Regions from separate parts of the Ovis aries genome. Here all the other regions are linked to region 1. The links are chromatin contacts, called in public Hi-C maps. All regions are on one chromosome and are shown on one strand. The core of a region is the stretch at or near the end of the contact, and the rest is flanking DNA. Distances in the headings are between cores, read along the strand shown. Region 1 overlaps CLIP2 (CAP-Gly domain containing linker protein 2). Region 2 holds the start of LAT2 (linker for activation of T cells family member 2). Region 3 holds the start of RFC2 (replication factor C subunit 2).

Evidence for each region. Hi-C and Micro-C count contacts between places; a contact is called where the count stands out from the background.
Region 2: a contact with region 1 is called in a Hi-C map of liver, with 3 times the contacts expected there. The contact joins the promoter of LAT2 here to the enhancer-like site in region 1. A contact is called at or near these places in 7 of 16 Hi-C or Micro-C datasets (blood, hypothalamus, liver and 3 more).
Region 3: a Hi-C map of hypothalamus shows a contact between it and region 1, with 2.5 times the contacts expected there. The contact joins the promoter of RFC2 here to the enhancer-like site in region 1. A contact is called at or near these places in 2 of 16 Hi-C or Micro-C datasets (hypothalamus and mesenteric adipose tissue).

Annotation. Positions count from the first base shown.
Region 1 is chr24:33,537,325-33,540,061 of ARS-UI_Ramb_v3.0, forward strand. All of the region lies in intron 8 of CLIP2 (CAP-Gly domain containing linker protein 2), which reads right to left. Among named protein-coding and RNA genes, the nearest start is that of CLIP2, 52 kb to the right of the region's middle. Within about 2 kb of position 1,392, at least 16 of the 54 cell types and tissues checked have an H3K27ac peak or open chromatin away from gene starts, as enhancers often do. A contact at or near this core is called in hypothalamus and liver, where this site is marked.
Region 2 is chr24:33,647,091-33,649,827 of ARS-UI_Ramb_v3.0, forward strand. LAT2 (linker for activation of T cells family member 2) reads right to left here and starts at 1,365. Exons shown (of 14, transcript XR_006057964.2): 1 at 1,216-1,365.
Region 3 is chr24:33,616,497-33,619,233 of ARS-UI_Ramb_v3.0, forward strand. RFC2 (replication factor C subunit 2) reads left to right here and starts at 1,423. Exons shown (of 10, transcript XM_060405610.1): 1 at 1,423-1,548. The coding sequence starts at 1,442.

The DNA.
Region 1 (2,737 bases), core at 142-2,641:
GCCTAGAACTCAGATGTCTGGATTTCAGAACCGGGGCCCTTCCCCAAACCAAGCCTGACTCCACAGAGGGGAGACACGGACTTTTGGCAACAACACGGAGCAGTGATGGAGGCTCCAGCAGTGGGGACTCCCTGTGTCCCTGCCCCCATCCAAATCCTGGAAGCTAGGTGAAGCCTGGCCTGAGCCCTTGACCTACCGTTTTTTCCTCTTCTCCTTGAATGCACAGTGTCTATCCTACTCCAAAGCACAAAGTCTCTGCCTTGGGACGCCCTTCATGTAACAGAGGGCTGGTGTTATCAATCAATGGCGGGGAGCCGGCAGGGAGTTACCCCAACTGCACAAGGGGCTCCTGAAGGTCGTCGCCCCTTTTCATCTCCCTCCAGGCCTCAAGCTGCACAGCCAGTTCCCAACAAACAGCTGATTCTGAGTTCCGTCCCTTCCCATTTCAGTGGGTGTTCCCAAGCCAATGAAAAATAACAGCGAGATGCTATTTAATCAACAGAACAATAACACAAGCCCCCTGGATGAGAAGTCCCCAAATTTCCTGTCTACTTCAGAACCTCAGAAGGTGACCTTGTCTTTGCACATGTAAACAGTTATGATGAAGTCATCCTGGATTAAGGTGGGCCTGATAACTTCCTTTTAAGGTCATGTGAAGAGACACAGGGACACACAGGGAGGAAGGTCAGGTGACCACGGAGGCAGGGATGCCACGACAAGCCGAGGAACACAAGCGGCTGCCAGCAATCCTACCAGAGTTGAGAGAGAGGCATGGAATTGACCCTGCCCATACCTCGACTTCAGACTTCTGACCTCCAGCACTGTGAGAGCATCGATGTGTGTTGTCTGGAGCTGCTGCTGAATTGTGAGTTTTTCCTTCTGCAGCCCCAGAAAGTACTAGAAATACCTATCACTTGCTCCTCCTGGTGGAGATGTCCTGTGGGTGTGCTGGTGCGGAGTTTGGGGGAGGACCAAGGAAATCGTGGGCTTATAAAGGGCATTTAATGCCACAGACTGGACGCTCTCAGCGAGTGAAGCCACAGACTGAGCCCCTGGACAGGCCGACAGTCAAGGTCAGAAAGGCGGTGAGAGGTAGTCATGGGACATCTCGCATAGTCGGGGGAGGGAGGACAAGCAGAGAAATGGGGTCACGTAGCTGGAGGGGTCCTAGGAGGAGCTCAAGGAGGTGTTCTGGGGGCTTATTTTTGACTTTCATATGGGTGGGGATGAGAGGGACTTGGCTCCATGTGCCTTCCGGTTGCCACGAATATGGTCACAACAGAAACAGCAGCAATGGGACTCCACTGCCCTTGGACTGAACTAACTGTCCGTCACCGTTTGCCCCACCCCCCCTCCTCTCTCAGCCAGGGCTGATTGGGTCTGGGGTGGGCACCCGATCCAAAGCAAGACAGCCCATTGGCTAGCCTTGGACCAATCAGATTCTCTCAAGAGGACAGCTGGGAGGCAGTAAGTGCTGGAGCCTAGGCGGGGCGGGCAGGTGGATGTCAGGGCAGAAGGGAGATGTGTCAAGAGATCTGCAGACACAGTGAGAGACAGACAGACTGACCAGGAGTCACGAGAAGAGGGAGGCGAGTGAGGGGGGAAGAGACTCCGTTTCTGATGCTGCTCCTCCTTCCAGTTCTCTGAACTGTCTGCCCTCGGTGCTGTGAGATTTCCCTGCAGCCTTTTAGTAACCCGCCCACTCACCCCCCACCCCCGTGATGACTGAAGTTAGCAGTTACCAGATGTCTTTGCAATCACAGGTGCTTTTCCCGGGAGCGACCTCCACCCCCAGTCCCTTTGGGAGGGCAGCCACCCCACAGAAGAGCTTGCCAAATGTCAACCACATAACTGGCCCCTTGGCTAAGTGACAAACTTATATTGGAACACCGGATGCCAGGCTGGGGTTCCTACACCAGGTTGTGCCCCAGTAGCCATTCTTTAAGCTCAGGCAGCAAAACCCATCCCAACAGGGGCAGCCATCAGTGACTCTAGATCACACACATCCCTCCCCAGCCAGGGTCATTCAGGGATAGAACAGCCATTTGTACAATTTTGCTGAATGCTGGAAGTCAGAGGGGTTTTAACACAGCTCTTTCACAAAATCAGAAACCGTAGTTTCACGTCGGAGCTCAGAAAAGATCCATTGCAGTGATTCCCAAAGTGTGGTTCCCAGGTCAGCATCACCTGGCAACTCATTAGAAATGCAAACCCTTGGATCCCACCCAGACCTACTGTACGGCCACTTGGGTCCAGAGTTCTGGGTCTGAACACACCTACTGGGTGACGAATTCTTAAGCTGGGAAATCAGTGACCTGGTTCAACCTCCTCATTTAACAGGAGCAAATGGAGGTCTGGGGAGAGGAAACGGCTGCCCAAGACCAGTTAGGGTCAGGACTGGAATGTGGAGAGGGACTGAGCTGACTGCCCTCTGCCTCATCTGAGGGCTCCGGGAGTCCACATTTTCTGTCACCTCCCAGGGGGCAGGGAGGGTCATGGCAGAAAGGCATTCCTACCCACCCAACTGTGAGCAGGCCTAGTGAGCCCTGCAGACTCCAGGCGGTTTGGTGAGGAGGGCTGGTGTCTCTCTTGGGTGGCAGGGGTCCTTAGGTGCTTTATTAATTGAGTGAATGTCCTCCATCCCTCAGCTCAGAAAGGGTGGGTGGGATTGAAGAGGGAGTGTGAAATTCCACTAGTGCCCAGACCCCTTAGCCAGGTGGTGGGACTTGAAGAGGTG
Region 2 (2,737 bases), core at 115-2,614, 110 kb after region 1:
GACCAAGACGGACTCAACTTGTCTTCTCTGCTTGTTTTCCCACCCAGGTCTGAGAACAGGTGGGGTGGCAGCGGGGGAAAGGAGAGGGGCTGGGCCCCCGCAGCGCCAGGAGGGCCCCCGGGGGCCAGGCCGCCCGGGGTGGAGTGGGGAGGGGAGAGGAGGCCACCGCAGCCCCAGGCCTGCAGGCCAAAATAGCAGAAAGGGAAGTGGGCAGTTTTCAGATGAACAAGGTTTGCAACAAGCCCACGGCGGAAGAGCTCTCAGGGTTGGGCTGAGCGGCCCCAGCACCCAGCCTCCCGCCCCCAAAGGCCCTTGGCGTCCCTCTTGCCCAGCCCCCCAGCCCTCCTCTTGCTGTGGATGGGGTAACTGAGGCCTGCCGGGGCCAAAGGGCAGGCTGCGGGGTAGGGATGGAGTCAAGAGGTTCCCATCCCAGCCCTTGGAAGGCTTTATCGGCTGGGCTTTGCTCTGTTTCCCCAAAGAACCTTGGCCTTCAGATGAGGCTCACCAGAGGTCTCTAATGGAGGTGGCTGATGCTCAGGCGCCTGGTGCAGGGCCCCAGGGAAGCTCCTGTTCTGGGCAGGGGAAGGGGAAGGGGAAGGGGAAGGCCATGGCCTCCCATTGACAGAGCAGAGCCCTGGGAGCACCCCAGGGCCTGTATCTTCTCAACAGCCCCCAAGGCAGGCACCTGGTGGCCAGGCTGGGGGCTGGGGGGGGGGCGGCCGGGGCAGCTCTTCCTCCGGGCCTGGGGCAGGACCTCGGCCTCCTCGCCTGGAGCGCCTCTCCCATCATCCCGTAGCTCCGCAGCAGGGTCGTTACAGTCCCATTTTACAGATGAAGAAACCAAAGCTCCTGAGCCCCCCCCACCCCGGGATCCCTGTCCTGGCCCCTCAGCAGTCTCTGGAAGTGATGGGACCACCCTGGGTGCTTCCCAGGGCTGTGCAGGCTGGGCCGGGGAAGGCGAGGGCAGGAGAGGGGCCGGAGCCCCAGAAACAACTGCCCCTGGGGTGCTGCAGGGGCTGGGGCAAGGGGCCCCTAGCCGGGGGGCACCAGGACAGGAGGTGTGGGGCGTCCTGGTTTCTTCCCGGCCCACCCAACGGGCAACCAGATGCTCCTGCCAGGACAACAGGGCCTCTCCCATCCCCCTGGGGTGTCGGGGGGCAGCCTCAGGACCCTGGCCTCAGGCCCAGGCTCCAGGTACCCCTGGGAAAGGCTTACCTGAAGCGGGGGGCCTCCTCACCGTGGCCACCTCATCCTGAGCACGCACACCTGCACGAGCCGATGCCAACGCCACAGACACTGGCGGGCAGCAGGCAGGGCGGCGGGCTTCCTGTCAGCCACTGAATCAGCCTTCACACATCCGCTGCTCTGCCGGACAGGCCCTGCTTGCAATAGACGGAGGCGGGGATACCCAGAGACAGAGAGAGACGTGGAAACACAAACGCACGCAACATGCTCGCTGAATACACACACGTGAAACCCCATCTCAGGGAGGAAGAGACACACAGAGAGACAGGAGAAAGGCAGTGAAGAATGAAATGGGGGTGCTTGCACAGACACACACAGGCAGCCAGAGAGTGAGACACGGACACACTAGACACACACACACACACAGAAATACACGCCCACACCAAAACACACACACACAAAGAAAACCAGAGAGAGAGAGACACACACACACACACAAAGAAAGAGATACACGTGCTAAAGAATGAGAAAGAAACACAGACACACACAGGCAGCCAGAGAGTAAGACACGGACACACTAGACACACACACACACAGAAATACACGCCCACACCAAAACACACACACACAAAGAAAACCAGAGAGAGACACACACACACAAAGAAAGAGATACACGTGCTAAAGAATGAGAAACACAGACACACACAGGCAGCCAGAGAGTGAGACACGGACACACTAGACACACACACACACACAGAAATACACGCCCACACCAAAACACACACACACAAAGAAAACCAGAGAGAGACACACACACACACACACACAAAGAAAGAGATACACGTGCTAAAGAATGAGAAAGAGAAACACAGACACACAAACACACAGAGACACATGCCAGGGCAGACGTAACGAACGGCTAGAGGCAAAGACAGATGGACGGAGTGGACAGACACCGGCACCAGAGGAAGGGAGCCCCAGGTGAAGGGCAGAAGGAAGGACACGCATGGCCGCTCCTCCAGACCCAGGGGCCCCCTTACTCCCATTTTCCAGATGAGGCTCATAGAGGTGCAGAGCCAGCCACTCTCTCCACTTGCTGCCCCAGCATCCGGCCGTAGAGGTGAGGAGGTGCTGGACAGGTGGCTGGGTCCCCCAGCACCTCCTGTGAGTGGTCACTGAACAACGTGCCCAAGGCCGCTGGACTCTTACCCCACTTGCTAGGGGCCCCAGGGAAGCCCTCAGGGGTCGCACCTCAACCCCCCATCTGTCTGGCATCTCAGAGCCTGAGCTCCCCAGCTCTGGGCCCCTCTCTGCTGGGACGGGGTTTCTCTTCTGGTCCCAGTCCAGCCCTGCCAGGTGAGGCTAGGAATGAGGCCCAGTGGGAAGACCAAAACCGCCAGGGCTGGGTGCTCACTGCTGCCACCCTGTGGGGGAGAAGGGTGGCGTGGGGACCTGGGCTACCTCGTGGGCCCCGAGTGCTGGTTGTCCTCACCCCTGCAAGTGGGGTCAGCAGGACTAAAGCCAACCTCACCAGAGTTCCAAACCTGCGCCT
Region 3 (2,737 bases), core at 173-2,672, 79 kb after region 1:
GATAAAGTCATCTCTCTGTAATGTATACAGATTTTAACTTATGATGAAAGAAAACAACCATGAGGCTTTAATCAGCTCTCTGAATAAAGCAACCCAGTTCCTCACAACTGACCGAAGCTGTTGTGGAAACATGGATCCTTACTGTTCATTAAAGATACTCATACTGAACACTTACAGAGTCTTGTGCTAAGCAACAGGGATAGAGATAAACAAGGTCCAGTCCTTTTCTTCAATTCAGACTTTTTTTTTTTGGCCAAGTGGCGGTCTTGAGGAATCAAAGTTCCCCAGTCAGGGATTGAACCTGGGCCCTCAGCACTGAAAGCACAAAATCCTAACCAGACTGGACCGCCAGGGAATTCTCCAGTTCAGACATTAAAGCTGGATTTTTATCCTGAAACTATGATGCAATATGGTTAAGTGCAATAAAACAGAATTTTATACAAACTCTTTTGGCAACATGGTGGGTTGGCTCCACCACGTACAACCCCATGATACCGGACAAATTAATCATTCTCAAGCCTGTTTCTTGTAAAACGAGGATACTATGAGTATCCACTTTGGGACTAGTACATAATAGAGGACAGTAAATATAATGCATAATAGAGGACAGTAAACAGTCACTACTCGTTATTTTTATTATTTGTCATTATTATGACAATTAGGCTATGGGAGGAAAGATTAGTTCAACAGGTTGAAAACCAGCCCAAAAGAATGCTCAAAGCATTTGTGAATATGCAGTACCTATTTTTCTAGAATGAAATTGAGTCACATTTTACAGAGGGACAGTTTCTTCCCGGCAAAATGAGAGTACGTCCCATGTAGTAGCATTGTGAGCATTTCCTGATAGTAAACAAGTTCCAGAGTGCAGGAGCCCACCCGATGGAAGCTGGTGTTCCGCTAGGAGAATTCTGGGCAATCGGGAAAACTGGCCAAGGGCACGTCCCAGCTCCGGCCTTCCCCCTTCCAAGGCCGCAGGACGTCAGCCTCCGTGCGTGTTCGCTGCCGGGTCCTGAGTTTGGCCGGAAGGTCCAGAGGCCCCGGCTCCTACCCGCACCAGGCAGGACGCTCCTACCTCTCCAGGCCTGCCCGGCGCGAGGCCCCATCGCAGCACAGCGCTTCCCGACGCGCCGCGCGGAGAGGGCCTCCCAGACAAAGACGAAAACCAACCAACGTCCCTTCCCGGAGCGACCAGCGATCTCGAAAAGCCGCACAGTTGGGTCTCGCCTTCCTCTTACTCAGGAGGCCGGACGCCAGGTCTCCCATAGCAACTGCGGCCAATAGCAACGGGTGCCCAGCCCGGGCAGTGCCCTCTGCGCAGGCGCGGAGAGGGGGCGATCCTACGGCTTCCGCTCGCGCCCAGCGTCCTTTGGAAATAGGGGCGGGGCCTGCGTGATGGCGTCACGGGCCGGGGCCTCCGGTGGCGGGAAAAGGCGGCGCGAGAATGGAGTCGCAGGAGAGTCGTGGTGGCACTGCCGAGTGCGGGGCCCAGGACGCTGCTCCAGGCCCCAGCAAGGCCCCCGGCAGCGCCGGCCACTACGAGCTGCCGTGGTGAGGACCCAGGCCATTCACGATGGGGCCCCTGGACGTGTGGGTGGGCGAGCGGCGGGCCGTGTGTCCCAGGGTGACGCAGGGGCGGGAGTTCATTCACCTGAGCAGCGCAGGAGGTCCCGGGATGGTGTCCAGTGGGTTATTATTTGAAGGCGGCAAGAAATGTGGGTCGCTGAGCCCATCTGGGGTGTAGAGTGGCCAGTGTGGACTCTGGAAGCGACGTTTTGATGACCACAGTACTCACCGATAACAGCTACCCCTTGCCACCACCCACTCTTGCACAGGCGCTCTGCCAGCTGGGACTCTGATGATCGCTGAGCGGAAAGTGTCGGACGCAGGTTCGGAATCGGGGATAGTATTGCAGAAGGCACCGGCCTGTTCTCCGTGGCTTGCTCACTTTAAATAGCAGCATCTTGGGGAGTTGGGAGGAAATGGTGACGTGGGGAGTCACCCGCCACTGGCCCAGGTGTGGGGCAGGCTCTCTGCTGGTGTCCCGCTCCCTGTGGGCACCTCTCACAACTCTCTCCACTGGGCGTGGTAATGGTTTCCTCCCTACCGCGCCCCCATCCCTCCAGCCCACCCCATTTCTGAGTGAGAACAGATATCTAAATGAAGGACAGTATAACTTACTGGAATATATACGCTGCGCCGTGCAGTCCCCCAGCCAATGGGGATGATGCTAGTCCAAACTGAGATGGATTGTAAGTGTACAGTATACACTGGATTTCAAGGACTTCTTTTTTTTTTAATCTCATTAGTAATTTTGATTACATGTTGAAAATGATAATACTTTGACTATATTGGGTTCTCTAAATTATGTTAGTAAAATTAAGCTCATCCAATTTTACCTTTTTAAATGTGGCTACGAGAAAGTGTAAAATGACATATGTGGTTTGCCTTGTAAATTTCAGGCATAATCCTATTTTAGACGCTTAAAGATACTTCCGGAGAAGGCACTGGCAACCCACTCCTGTACTCTTGCCTGGAAAATCCCATGGACGGAGGAGCCTGGTAGGCTGCGGTCCATGGGGTCGCTAAGAGTCGGACAGGACTGAGCGACTTCACTTTCCCTTTTCACTTTCATGCATTGGAGGAGGAAATGGCAACCCACTCCAGTGTTCTTGCCTGGAGAATGCCAGGGACGGGGGAGCCTGGTGGGCTGCCGTCTGTGGGGTTGCACAGAGTCGGA